Linked DNA regions of Rattus norvegicus: region 1 is linked to region 2. Evidence: chromatin contacts called from public Hi-C data. All regions are on one chromosome and are shown on one strand. The core of a region is the stretch at or near the end of the contact, and the rest is flanking DNA. Distances in the headings are between cores, read along the strand shown. Region 1 holds the start of Dact2 (dishevelled-binding antagonist of beta-catenin 2). Region 2 has its middle 38 kb from the start of Dact2.

What was found. Hi-C and Micro-C count contacts between places; a contact is called where the count stands out from the background.
Region 1: a Hi-C map of frontal cortex shows a contact between it and region 2, with 2.1 times the contacts expected there. The contact joins the promoter of Dact2 here to the enhancer-like site in region 2. A contact is called at or near these places in 2 of 12 Hi-C or Micro-C datasets (the A7r5 cell line and frontal cortex).

What each region holds. Positions count from the first base shown.
Region 1 is chr1:63,861,767-63,864,466 of GRCr8, forward strand. Dact2 (dishevelled-binding antagonist of beta-catenin 2) reads right to left here and starts at 1,332. Exons shown (of 4, transcript NM_001107464.3): 1 at 1,090-1,332. The coding sequence starts at 1,305.
Region 2 is chr1:63,823,839-63,826,538 of GRCr8, forward strand. No RefSeq gene overlaps it. Among named protein-coding and RNA genes, the nearest start is that of Dact2, 38 kb to the right of the region's middle. Within about 2 kb of position 1,328, at least 27 of the 93 cell types and tissues checked have an H3K27ac peak or open chromatin away from gene starts, as enhancers often do.

The DNA of each region.
Region 1 (2,700 bases), core at 82-2,581, 38 kb after region 2:
CTTAAGGGTCATGCTTATAAGTCATCAGTGCGCCTGCCTGGCTGAGGTCACGTGAAGCAGTGTGGAGCCCCTCGAAAGACAGACACCTGTTGTAATGCCTCCTTGGTCCTGTGGGTGCAATGGTGTGCAGGGTCCAGTCCACAGCAGCCATGTCCCTGTCTGGGCAGCATCTGGGCGTCTCAGACTGGAGGAGGCTGCCAGCTGGATTCCGCCCTCAGCCAGATCTCTCACATTCAGGGAAGATTCCAGGTGTCCTGGGGAGTAGTGACTCAGACACTGGACTTCCTGGTTTAGTCACAAACCCAACACTATTCTGAGCTAAAGCTGATTGAAAACAACTGTCTCACCCTGAACTTTACCAAGAGGCTACTCTCAACGGGGCAGATCTAAATTTCACCATGAAAGAAATCCCACTTAAAGAGTTATGGACAACGACTCCACCATACTCTTTTGAGTGTGCATTATTTTGTTATTTTAAAAACACTGCAGCACCAGGGCGGAAAAGATCTTGAGCTGTTTCTAGAAACGGGTTGCAATTCTACTCCTGGGGGACCCCAGTGGTCTACAGAGGAGGACTCGATGGGTGCGGATAGCTGAGAAAGAGCCACCAGTCCCCTCTCACACGTTGTGCAGACCAGAGGACACTCGTGTTTTGTTTTGATTTTTTAACGAATCAGGTGACATGCAATCTAGGAGACATTCTCAGCCGGCAAGACTCCGCAATGACCCAGGCGAACCTAGTACAGTGCCCTGCGGCTCAAGTTCACGCTGTGCTGCCTGCTGACCTGCTCCCGGGATGAGGTCAGGGTGTGCGCAGACTCCTTTCTGGCGGAATGGAGTCCACGCATCCCCATCACAACAGCACAGTGTCTAGCCAGACTTGCGCGCCGCCGCACCAAGGTTGTATCCGCCGTTGAGGCGGTGCGCAGTCAACCCCGGGTTCCGCGCGCGGCTTTCCAGCTCGCGCCCCGCAGCGCGCTCCCCACGCAGCCTCGCATCTGGCCTCTCCGTTCGCACATTCCACACAACTGCGCCCGGATCGCGCCCCAGCACGCCCCTTCGGCCGCTCGTGCCCCACTTGCTTCTTACCAGCTGCTCCCGTAGCGCGGCCAGCGCCGCCTCCAGCCTCAGCTCCTGGCCGCGGGGCCCTGGCGCTGGGTGCAGGCCCAGGGCTCCCCGCACTCGCGCTTGCTGCGTGGCGCGCAGCCCCTGAAGCTCCTGCAGCCCCGCCAGTGCTGCTCGTAGTCGCGCGCCCACCCTGCGGCGGTCCCAGCCCGCGGGCCCCGGGCCGCTCGGTGCCCACATCTCCCGGACGCTCAACCGCCGCACCGCGCGTCCCCGCCGCGTCTCCCCGCCCCCGTCCGCAGGTCGCCTAGGTGGGGTGGGACCTATCACTGGCCGCGGAGGGCGGTGTTTGCGACGCCCCAGGTCACAGCGGCCGCCCCCTGCCCGCCCTGTCGACCGGCCGCGCCCTCGCCCAACCCCTGAGCCCTTGGGACCTGTGAGCTCATGAGGGTAGGCCAAGAGTCCCTCCGCCAAGGGACAGAAAAGAGCTTAGGCACAGGAGGAGAAAGGTTTTGTTTAGGTTTTTAAATTAAAAAAAAAATCACATTGCAAGAATCATTTGTAAGCTGATTAAAATGGAAAATCCTCTACCAGGTTTCCCAGTGTACATGTTTGCTTCTCCGTTTACTGAGTCCAGCTTTCAAACACATACTACGCACCTTTAAGGAAGCGTCTAGTAAGTTCCTGAGGTGTGCAGCTCTCACCATGGTGGTCACTTCAGCAACACTGTCTGGATTCCAGAAGGAAGCTGCACATTATCTGTCGCCCCCACCTCCTTTACTCACTCCATGCTCAGAGGCCCCCACTGGTCTCCTTTGGACAATGTCCTGAGTGGAATCCTGCGATCCGGGTATTTTGCTGTTGTTAGACTTCCGGGCGCGCCCATTTTGCAGCAATTTACTGACCCAGTGTCTATAGCTTTCGTGTTTCTCCAGTGGTAAGTTAGGAAGAAGTTGCCACCCCACTTCTGCACACAGGCAGGATGGAAATGCTTTCCTCTTCTTGAGTATCTACGGAAGGCAGAATTGTTGGATCGCGGGTGGCTACGGAAGAAACCGCTTTCTGGAGTGCTTACCTTTTTTTCCTCCGAAGCCGAAGCCGGGGTGGAAAGGTGCCAGCTGCACCCACTGCCTCCATCCAGAGCGCCCAGGCTTGTGGAGTGTAGCTGGCAGCGACTCCTGAGGCGGGAGGAGGTTAAGTATCTTTTCCCGGTAGAATCCCTCATTCAGGTACTCTGCTTGCTTTAGTTGGTGATCTCCTTAGTAACTAAGACCAGAGTCTCCTGCACTTTCCTTTTTTACAATTTCCTTCTTAGATGCAGGATTCCCAGAATGTTTCCTCCAGTCTGCAGGTTTCTATTTATTTTACTTCCCTGTTTTTGTTTTGTTTTGGTTCTGAGACAGGGCCTCACGACAGCAGCTCATTCTACACAGACTAGGCTGGTCTCCAAGGAACTCCAGCCTCCTCTGTGTACCTGGATCACAGGTCCCCAGTACTGAGCCCTGTTAAAAAGTTTTACTCTTGGGGTTGGCGATTTAGCTCAGTGGTAGAGCGCTTCCCTAGCAAGCGCAAGGCCCTGGGTTCGGTCCTCAGCTCCGGGGGAAAAAAAGTTTTACTCTCTATTTTTACTTCGTT
Region 2 (2,700 bases), core at 78-2,577:
ACTCAGTAAGAGACCGTGCTAGGGTGACCCAGGGACAGACCTAATGTCAACGTTGGACCTCTACGAACATAATGTGCACACCTATACACACCTATACTCAGACACATATAAACACACAGATACATGTAACACACATATACATGTTTTTAAAAGAGACATACTTTAACCACTGGAACAGACAAATGGAGTTTGCTGCCTGGGGTGGGGAGGGGGACCACTGAGAGTCTTCTTTTCACCAGAGTGGTGTAGAATTATTCTTACACCTAGGCAGGTGGGACTTTTTTTTTTTTAACTTCAGCCTGAAGACTGTGTCACATATCTGCTGTCAGAGGCACGGAGCCAGGAGCCCACACCACTCTATTCAGCTTTCTTCACCTTGTTCCATGACTGCTTAGGAGCAAACACACACCTGCCTACACGGGATGGTGAGCTACGAGCTAGGCTGCGGCTCAGTCCCATCTGTAAAAATGGTTCATGTTGGGAAGTGTTCCATGCAAATGATATATATACTATATATATATATATATATGTGTGTATATATATACATATATATACACACACAGAGACATACACACTATATATCTATATCTATATCTATATATCTATATCTATTTATTTATTTCATTGACATGGAAGAAATGTCCCAGGAATTTGAAGGCTTCCTCTAGGGATATAGCTAATCTGTAGAGCAGAATTCAGATCTGAAAATCAAATGCCAACTCCACATCCCAAGCCACACCACGGCTCTCCTCTTGCATTAACGTGAAAATCCTTGAAACACAGCAGCTTTCACCAGAGCTGTCAGTCTTTGTGGCAGTGTTGAGAAGTTCAGACTGCTGCCGGGGCGCTGGTCTCTCTCGCCCATCACCGGCTCATAAGACAGTGTTATAGGGATTCCAGCACCTAGCAACGGGGATCTCCCACGCTGCTTATATAAGGCTCTGAATTATGAGGGGCTCTGTGATTATGTTTACCCCTTAGAGGCTCTCTGGGATGACACCGTCCTGGCTTCCTGGCACCGGTGGAGGGCTGGGGGCAGGGCTCAGCTAAGTGGCTCTGATACAGTGATTTTCTTGCCAAGCTCAGGAAATTAATGCCGGGCTGGCTTTATCCAATGATCCGCATCCGCCCTTCAGTGACTGTGCCAGTTGGTGTTACATTTCAAAGAGAAGCCACAATGGATGTGATAGCCAGGAGGAATAGCTGGCGCTGTTACAGTGTGGAAGGCTAAAGGAGAGATCAGTGAGAACCGGGTATCACAGAGCCCACCTGACACCTCGGGAGCAGAGAGCAGGCCGAGCCACCCCCATCCTGATCCCCTCAGATGCTGGCACAGCGCATGCGCGTGGACCTGCCTGGGTTTTTTTTTTTTTTTTCAATCATGCAAATTGGTAGAACCTGAAGTTCTTGGGCTAAAAATGAAAATTGTGTAGAGAATGTTACTTGGGAAATTGATCAATCAAGTAAAAATAGAAATGAAATGAGCAATGTACAAAATAGAGCCTCCATCAGCTAAGTGTGAATAAGCAAAAACCACAGAGTTGGGAGTTTGGGGAGAGGAGCGATGCCTACATTTTAGAAAAGCACCCAGTGAACATATTTAGAAGTCCAGCTGGCCTGGAGCTAAGATGGTCCTGAGGTGGGGTGTGGGCCCGACTGCTTGTGGGACAACAAAGATGTCTATAGCCCTGGTACCTGGGCACCTGTCTGAGGGTCGGCTGCTGCCCTGCTTGGTGTTACCTGACAGTCAGAGAGTGAGAACCTCCCCGGCCCCCTCAAAGGCCGTAGATCTGGGAGTAGTTCTGCGGGTGGAAGGCAGCTTTGCCTGTAGCGTGTAGTGGAATTGTACAAAGATTGTGATTGATTAGCTGGAGACGGGCTTTGGAATTGTTTTTCTCCCTGGATGAACACGTGTTAAGAAGAAAAAGAAAAGAAAAAACCCACAGTAATCTGTTTGGGAAATGAAGCTGGCTCACTGTCAGCTTGGTACTTAAACCCACAGATGAACTGGTCTATGTGTTACCGTATCCGTTTGCTAACTTACTGTCCCAGCATACAGATAAGGGCTCCAGTGTCCCCAGAGCAGCTTCCTCCCACCTCACATTCTATTTTCCTAATCCTGTGCTCTCAAGTCACGCTTCCCACCTGACGCTTTTGCCTCCTAAGCTGCGGAAGTGATAAGAGTGAAAGAAGGAATGAGTGAATGGATTCAAGGATGATTAAGGGAACAAAGATGCCAGAGTGAAGGAGTTATTGGGTTAACAGGGCACATGTGCTGGTAGAAGGAGCACTCAGATGGAGTTGGTCTGTCTGGAGGACAAACGTGGCTCCTGTGGAGTCTGAGCAAGTGCTGTAGGAATGATGGTGGCCAGCCTCTCATGGTACAGGCTCCTCTTGAAGGTTCAAGCCCATTGGCACCATGCAACATCAGCAAAAGAGGGCTGCTCACCTATCCTCCTCTCTCCAAGTATCCCACCATGAAGTACATGGATGCCAACCCCAGGGGCAGGGGCAGGGCCAGCGGCGAGCACCTGTGTGCAGGCTCACCACAGAGCTGCAATATGCCGCTCGCAGGAGCACTGGAACTTCCTGGGTTTATTTCCCTGCAGGATGCCCTGTTCCCCAATGGAGGCTGTGATATGCATCTCCCAGTTCAGGGCTGTCCTGGGCAAACACAAGCTTGAGGAGGATACAGAGCCA